2 separate regions of the Mus musculus genome follow, and region 2 is linked to region 1. A link is a contact called in public Hi-C data. All regions are on one chromosome and are shown on one strand. The core of a region is the stretch at or near the end of the contact, and the rest is flanking DNA. Distances in the headings are between cores, read along the strand shown. Region 1 overlaps E430016F16Rik (RIKEN cDNA E430016F16 gene). Region 2 has its middle 3.7 kb from the start of Gm30892.

The links. Hi-C and Micro-C count contacts between places; a contact is called where the count stands out from the background.
Region 2: a contact with region 1 is called in a Hi-C map of Th1 cells, with 1.9 times the contacts expected there. The contact joins two enhancer-like sites. A contact is called at or near these places in 18 of 39 promoter capture datasets (3T3-L1-derived adipocytes, the HPC-7 cell line, cranial neural crest and 11 more), 3 of 484 Hi-C or Micro-C datasets (Th1 cells and cortical neurons) and 3 of 115 datasets of contacts at active chromatin or transcription factors (CD8 T cells, T-cell acute lymphoblastic leukemia and double positive thymocytes).

What each region holds. Positions count from the first base shown.
Region 1 is chr7:78,595,729-78,599,560 of GRCm38.p6, reverse strand. All of the region lies in intron 8 of E430016F16Rik (RIKEN cDNA E430016F16 gene), which reads left to right. Among named protein-coding and RNA genes, the nearest start is that of Ntrk3, 20 kb to the right of the region's middle. Within about 2 kb of position 1,675, at least 68 of the 459 cell types and tissues checked have an H3K27ac peak or open chromatin away from gene starts, as enhancers often do. A contact at or near this core is called in T-cell acute lymphoblastic leukemia, Th1 cells and double positive thymocytes, where this site is marked.
Region 2 is chr7:78,736,394-78,740,225 of GRCm38.p6, reverse strand. No RefSeq gene overlaps it. Among named protein-coding and RNA genes, the nearest start is that of Gm30892, 3.7 kb to the right of the region's middle. Within about 2 kb of position 2,150, at least 28 of the 459 cell types and tissues checked have an H3K27ac peak or open chromatin away from gene starts, as enhancers often do. A contact at or near this core is called in T-cell acute lymphoblastic leukemia, Th1 cells and double positive thymocytes, where this site is marked.

The sequences.
Region 1 (3,832 bases), core at 426-2,925:
CACACACACACACACACACACAACATCACACAGTATAAGAGTGAGCTTAACGTATTGGAAGGATATGGTTTCTTGACAGGCAAAAGGATGGTGGCACTCATGTTCAGGTTACTTATCTTGGGAGTATGATTATGACTTTGGGGAACCTGAAAAGAAAGTTCTAGAATGAGCAGTTGATGCTGCCCCAGAATGGAGTCTTCAGAAGAGGTCAAAGGTAAGAATGGGCAGAAGCTGCAGGCAAGGAAATAAGACACTGGTTGGTGTACATATGTGAACAGCCAGGACTGTCCCAGGACTCTGCCCAAAAGGGCAGCTGGGAGAAAGGACTGGTCTCCATTAGAGCTGGAAGCCAAGAAGCAAGAGGTGAGTAATGGGTAGCCTTGTGAAGTGCAGTTTGGACCTACAGCTTAGGAACGGACTTGGTTGTCCTGAGGATCCTGGGACCTGCGAAGAAACACAAAGAAGTCTAGGAAAGGATGTAAAAGGAGAAGCAGAGGAAAGGTGGATAAGAGAGAGCCACTGTAGACAGACAGGAGGAAAGGAGGAAGAATGCGTGCCTGCCGGCACCAAAGTTTCCAGACCTTCATTTGTTTTATTGTAGCCTTCTGCACATATCTAGTCAAGTAGCTGCATACCCCAACCTGGCTGGCATAGGGAATGGTGCCTGTTAGGTCCCCTTAAAGACAGGACATGGGAGGAAGTGCAGGATAAGAGCAAAGTCATGAGTTTAAGACCTACTGGAGCACATGGATGAGGGTCCCTGGGTCTCAGAAACATGAGTCCATGGGTAGACTGTAAGTGCACCCCATCAGACATCCCCTCTGTGTTCAGGATTACTGCTGTTTCCCTGATCCAGCAGGCAGAGTCACAAACCTCCCCTGGAAAGAGGCTGCAGAAAGTCTGTCAGTCCCAGAGAAGACTGGGAGCCTGTGCATCAGTTGGGGGGTTGGGGGGGGCTGGGGAAAAGGGAAGGTGGCTCTCGTTCCTGCGTGGCATTTGCTATTTCGGACTTACTGAAAGTCTGCTTCTCATGGATCTCTGCTCTGATGAGAGTGACAAGACTTCTCACAGCGATCTCTTTACTTAACCCCTTTTGCTGGGCCATCTGTTCACTACTCTGATGTATGCTTCTCCTCGGAGGAGCCATCAAATTATTCAGGCTCCTTCCCTGGTGCAGACGCTGCTCTCCTCCCAGCTGCCCCTACCCCACACAGCCGAAGCCAAACCACTTTCCCACATCCTGAGTGACACAGATACTGTGTGCGCGCGGGGGGAGGGGGGTGCCCGTGGGCGAGCAATCATGGTCCTTGAAAAAAAAACACTGGGGGTTCGGTTCGGTGCTCATCCTCACTGTGGAGTCCAGCTTATGCTTCAACTCCAACGCCTCCCCCAGACTGGCTTTCAAAAATACCCACTTCTGAGAGCTCTATGGTCCTTTCTGTGCACTCCCATCAGTGAGGACCTGCGACAATCACTTGCTCTCTCACAGAACACCCTGGGTCTTCTGGAACCTGGGGTGGGGGGCGTGGTGGCACCGAAAACTTTCTCCTTATTCATTTTCAAGTTCTTACAAATTTTGAAGCCTTCTTGGGCTTTTATATGCCCCTCCCTCCCCTCTGCGCCTCATGTCTCTCTCCTTGATGTGGTCAGTTCTCTGCAGCGGGGCCCAGGGCAGCAGCGCTGTTGCTGACAAAAGACTTTCCATATGCTCAGTCCAATATGGTAGTTGTCAGCCACTGCACCTACTGAGTTCTTGAAACCCGGCTTGTACTCTGGTGCTTGTATTTATATTTATGTTGAAGCCAGTCGTGGTAGACTTAAACTTAGCTTCAAAGCAGCGCCGGCCACTGAGACACCTGGGAGGGAATAAGCTAGAGGGGCGAGGTCTGCGGAAGGAGCCGAGCCCTGGGTGGGAGTTACAGATAGGCAGAGTGAAAGCTCAGAGATGCACTGATCCAGGCCCAGGCCTCTGGAAAGCCCCAGTCTCTCCTCATGGCCCAACCTCCCTGGCTCTGCTACCTGCATCTCAGGCAGAGGAAACTGCTTGGTGCTTAGCTGGTCCTTAACACCCTCCAGGGCAGGCATCAGGCTGTGAGAAGTTTTGAATAATGAATGCAGTCAAGAGGGGTGCTGGCTTTTTCCATTCACTAGCTGGAGCGCCTTCCCCAGTGGGTGGGTGAGGCACACAGTCATCACCCACCCCTAGAGCAATCTTCCCAGGGTGAGAACAGGCCCCCACCCCCGCCTTTCTTCCTTTGCCCACAGGAGGCTGAGAGCTGGCAGGAGGGGGGTGGGGTAGGGAGGCTGCAGAGCCCTGCCTTAGAATTCCAAGCAAGGAGCCACAGCTAAGGTTCTCTTCTCTTGTTTTCTAGCCACTGTTTATTGAGCTCATCTTCCAGGTACTGTGCTAAGTCACATAAGCGTATATTCTCCACTGGTCCTAGGAGGTGAAATCAGCCCTGGTTTCTGAGCCCAAGGCTCAGAAAAGCTAAGTGACTTGTTCCAAGCCAGCAGCTGATCTGTTTTGATCTCAATGTCCAAACTTTTATCAAAAGCACTGCCTTCTCCTTCTGGGTTAGCAGGCCAGATGGGTACCTTTTGGAATGCCTTTGGAGGAAGAAAAGGAGTATGGACCAGCAGGATTGTCAGCTTCTGCTAGTGCCCAGGAAACTGTCACTGAGTAGACATTCCTTAGCCAGTGACTCAAAACCGAAGGATGCTTAATCAAAGTTTAGTCTGACATATGGAGAACTGGCAGGAGATTAATTTAATATCACCTCATGTTGAAACCCTCACCCCCCTCCCGCCTCGTTCCTCCTCTCTTGGTCTCTTTCCAATCTGTTTTCATTGGCATCTTCAACTAGGAGCAGACAGAACCAAGAGAAGCACCAAGAAAGGCATTGCCTGACGCCAGCTGTGATCTCTGGGCAAAGGCCGGGCTCTCTGAGACCAGAGGAATGCAGGCAACTTCCCAGAAGCACCTGGGTACAGGGCTGGGAGCTGGTCTAGAATGAGGGTGGCGAGGGTGGTCTCAGTTGTTGGCCTGTAGTGGCGACATGTGACTGCTTCCTGGGACCTTGAGTACTTCTTTAGTAAGATTCTACATAAGCCTCCAGCATCCTCATCTCTCCACTGCAACTGGTTGTGACCATCAACCGCTGGTCCTTGCTTACTGTCTGCTCCCTCCCCCTCCTCGGCTATCTTCTTGCTCTCTCCTATGCTCTCTCAGACACAGGTTCTGGCTTGGATCTCACTGTTGTTGTTAGTTATGTGATTTCTTATTCCTACTGGGAGATTTCTTGTCCCTTTTGGAGTTTGCCTTCTGTCTGTAGGTGGAAAAAGGAAGATCCCGGAGCTAAGGAGCAGGCAACAGCCAGGCCTGACAAAAGGCCCTAAGGAGTCCTAGGGAAAGGTGGTAGCTTGGCCTCTGCTCTTCTTTTTGTGGCCGGTAGGTGGTGCTAGATGCTAGCCCAGGCCCAGCTGGGGCCTTGGAGGAGCTAACTGCTGTTCTGTCTTACAGGAAAGACTCTGCCAGACATGAAGAAGCTCTGACAGTAGGGACTCCGTAGCTGATTCAGGACACTGGAGGTGCTACGAGCATGCTGCTGTTTCTTGTCTCCAAGCTTTGCAGCTCTTAGAGTCTGGTCCCCCTTAAGGAACTGGAAATCAGGTGCAGAGTAGAACAACTGGGTAGCAGACGTTTGCCTGTAACCTTCCAAGGAGGAGTAAAGATTCTTTCCCTTGCAAGCTCAGAACAAACTTGACCTCACCCCATTTGGGGCAGCTAGGGAGGATAGACATACAGACAACTGTTTCTGGAGCTGCCCTCAGC
Region 2 (3,832 bases), core at 901-3,400, 140 kb before region 1:
ACTTGGTACTTTTTGCTTACCAGCTACTGTGCTTTCAGACCTTCATTATTACATGGAATATTAATTATTAATAATATACAATATTACAAGTAGTGCACAGGCCCTGAAGTTGATACATTTCAGACATGTGAATGTGAAGGTGTGTTGCTTGCTTGGACTCCTTGTCCCTGATTGAAACAGAAAGCAAACAGGACTTTTGGAATCCTCTGTTTCTGGAGATAGAGAAAAACATATATTTGAGATCATGGCTGAAGTACTGTTTTTTTTTTTTCCAGGGATCAAGCTTAGTCACTCTGTGGAGAATATAAAACATCTGGAATGGTAGTCACAATTGGAATGATTAAATATAATAATGTACTATTATTGTCCAAGATTTGTCTTTTTTTAATTTACAAAGGCCAAAGGGAGAATTAAATGGCACGTCCACCTTTGAAATCTTTGATAGTGGCATTAATCCCAGAATTGCCCCCAGGAATGCCATAATGAATGTTTTGTCATTTTGTTATGAAAGAGTGCCAAGGGCTCTTGCTTGACCCTTATTACAAAATAGCCTTTACTTAATAGCTCATAGGATTAACACACGAATTCTGACTGTGGCTGAGTATATTCCCTTTTCACCTCTATAATCATAAAGTGGCAAAATAACCATGTTAGAACTCACGGCCAACTCTACTTAACCCTTGCTTCCACAGCTTCTACCTAAGCGATAGACTGTAGTGATTTACCAATTACAAGTGTTAGCTCAAAGCCAGGGTTAACTATGCATCCTGTCCCTCATGCCCCTGCCAGAGAACAACTACCCTGAAAAACATTTGTACGTCCCTTTGGTAACCATTAGGTGAAAGATTTATAGTACACGCCGCGGTGTTGTTACACAATTGTTCTTCAAGGGTACCCAGTCTCCTTTTCAATCAGAAAGCTCTGGCTCTGTGAACTGATTTTGGTCTGGGAATTGGGTGAGAGGTAGGGAGTCTCTCTGATGGTGGCTTGAATCAATCTCTTGCTTATCAAGTCTAGCATTTTTTTTTTTTTCTTTTTTTGGACAGGCACGGCGAGTAGAACCTTAGGGGGGCAACACATTCACTTCAGTCACCCAGGGTTCATTATTTACAAGCTCCCTATAGGGCAGACCATTTCTGTTCAATGCTGGCCTGCCTGCCTGTTATGGGAACTAGGGTTACCTTTTCCCTGGCAGCTGAGGACACCTAGAACTTTGTCACTCCATTTTCCAGGTATTATTTCTTAAAGCTAGGGGCTCATTTTAATGGCCGTGTCTCCTGCTTTTATAGCCAATTGTGAGCACATATCCCTGGACGGGATTCTGAGGGGTCCATGCTCCTCTGTCTATGTACGTCTCAAGATCAGGACACCTCCCACATCCTCCTTTCTCTGGGACAGGGCTGTGAATATCATAGTTCCTCACCACTGCTTACAGCCTCAACTCTTTGGATTTCCCCCCTTGATACAAGGTTTAGTTTCAACTACAGGCTCTGGTTTTCAATCTATCAGCTAACCAAACAAGTAGAATAGACTCAACTAGTATATGAATACATGCTTTGAATCTAGAATCTCTGGTTAGATGTCAGGGTATGATCAAAACTTATGTTTTTCTCTTCTTGCTCTAGATCCGTGAGGTCCCATTCCCACACATATTTATATATATCACAGGCTGCCCTCATGTAGCCCAGGCTGGACTCAAATCCACCGTGTAGCTGAGGCTTACTTTAAGATGCCGGGCTTCCATCCCTGTGCTAGGAATATAGGAAAGCGCTCCCTCATCCCGCCCTTACTGTGCTTTTTTTTTATTTTTAAAGATGAACATATAGTAAAATTGACCTTGGGGAATATAATTTCATGTTTTAACGCATATAGATTTGTGTAAGCACTACCAGAATCAATATACTGAATAATTCTACTACTTCCAAACCTCCCATGTATGATGTCTTTCTGGTTACATCTGCATCTCACTCCTAATCACAATCCAATCAAAATCATTGATTTCTTCATTGCTGTTGAGCCCTCTTGAGAATGTCATGTGAGTGGAATCATGTTCACATAGCCTTTAACTGGGATCTCTCATACAGTGCAATACATTCAAGATCCACCTATTTCTGTGGCATACACCAGCAGTCCTTTCTTGTCAGCTGCTGCATACGTCATTGTATGAAAGGACCCAATGCCTGTGAATACATTCATCACCGGAAGAACACAGAGCAGTTTCTAGACTGTCAAACTTATGAACAGAGGTCCTACAAATATCCACCGACAGGTCTTGATGTGAACGTTAAGTTTTCCTTTCTTTGGGTAAGTGCATAAGGAGTGGGTCTTCCAGGTCATAGGGTAAGTGTGTGGTAAACTAACTGAGGACTGCTACCCTGCTTGCTAGCATGAGAACATGCCCTGACCACATTTGAGGGTGTCGGTTGCTACCTTTCTTCTTAACACTTGGTGTTAACAGTTTCTTTTTCATGTAGATATTCTAGTAGGTGTGTCTCACAGCCTGGTGTTAGTTTCTGCCTCCTTAATGGATTATTATATATTTTTCACATGCTAGTTTTGATCTCTGCATGTCCTCTCTGTCCAAGCATTTTCTATATTTTATGATTGGGTTGTCTGTTTTTTGGATTTTGGTTTTTGATGGCACACATCTTTAATCCCAGTGCCAGGAAGGCTTTCGTATTATCTGTCAGAATGGCACAGGCCTTTTGCCTGGAGGGTTCATTGTATACCAGAGAAACAGCTCTATGTACAACAGGGGGCAGAGCTACAGAATAAGGTTTCTGGATTTGACTGCCATAGTCACCTCCCCAGTCCCTACCAGTCAAGAACTGCTCCTCTGGTCTCAGGATGGCACACAGTCAGTCTGGGGGCCCAGGAGCCAGCTCTTGCTCTCTAGCGCCTACACCAGTGACGAAGAAACAACTCATTACATTGAAGGGTGAAGGTGCGCAGCCAGAGTATCATCGAGTCCTGCGTTATCTGGTTTTTTTTTTTAATGGATTTTTGATAGTTATAAAAGTCTAGATATGGAATATTTATTAGATGTATGGTTTGAATATACCTTCTTCTGGCTTATAAACTACCTTTTTAGTGTGTTAACAATGCCCATCACAGAATAAGTCCACAATTTAGGTAAAGTCAACTTTTCCTTACGGATCCCACTTTTGGTGTCACACTTTTTCCCTTGTGTTTTCTTCTAGAAGTTTATATTTAGGTTTCTAATAATTCTGGGGGTTTAAAAAAATATGTTGTGAATTAGTGAAAATAGGGGCCATGAATTTGAAGGAGAGTGGGGGAGGGGCATATGGGAGGGAGGGCTGGGAGGGAGGGAAGGGGAGGGAGAGATGTAACTAAACTATAGCTTTAGTGATCTGTTTTTGTGCCCGTGATAATAATCCATTCTTTCTCTATGTGTCTATGTGTGAGTTTTGGTTTCTGGTCCTGCCATTCTGTCATACTGACCTATATCCTAGCTGTTTCCCAGGATCCTCTGGTATCAGTTACTGTATCACAGTCAGAGAAATCTGAGACATTTTTTTTTTCTTTTATTCCTTTTTCGAGACAGGGTTTCTCTGTGTGGCCCTGGCTGTCCTAGAACTCACCCTGTAGACCAAGCTGGCCTCGAACTCAGAAATCTGCCTGCCTCTGCCTCCAAAATTCTGGGAAACCCTCAGTAGGTGATGTGTATCTCACAACTGCATTTTTCATTTCAGACTGCCTTGATTATTACACATTTGCACTCCACACACATGTCACAATTAGCCTGCTTTATCTATAGACATTCCTGTCAAGATTTGAGGTAGAATTATATTAAAATGTAAAGCCATTTGAG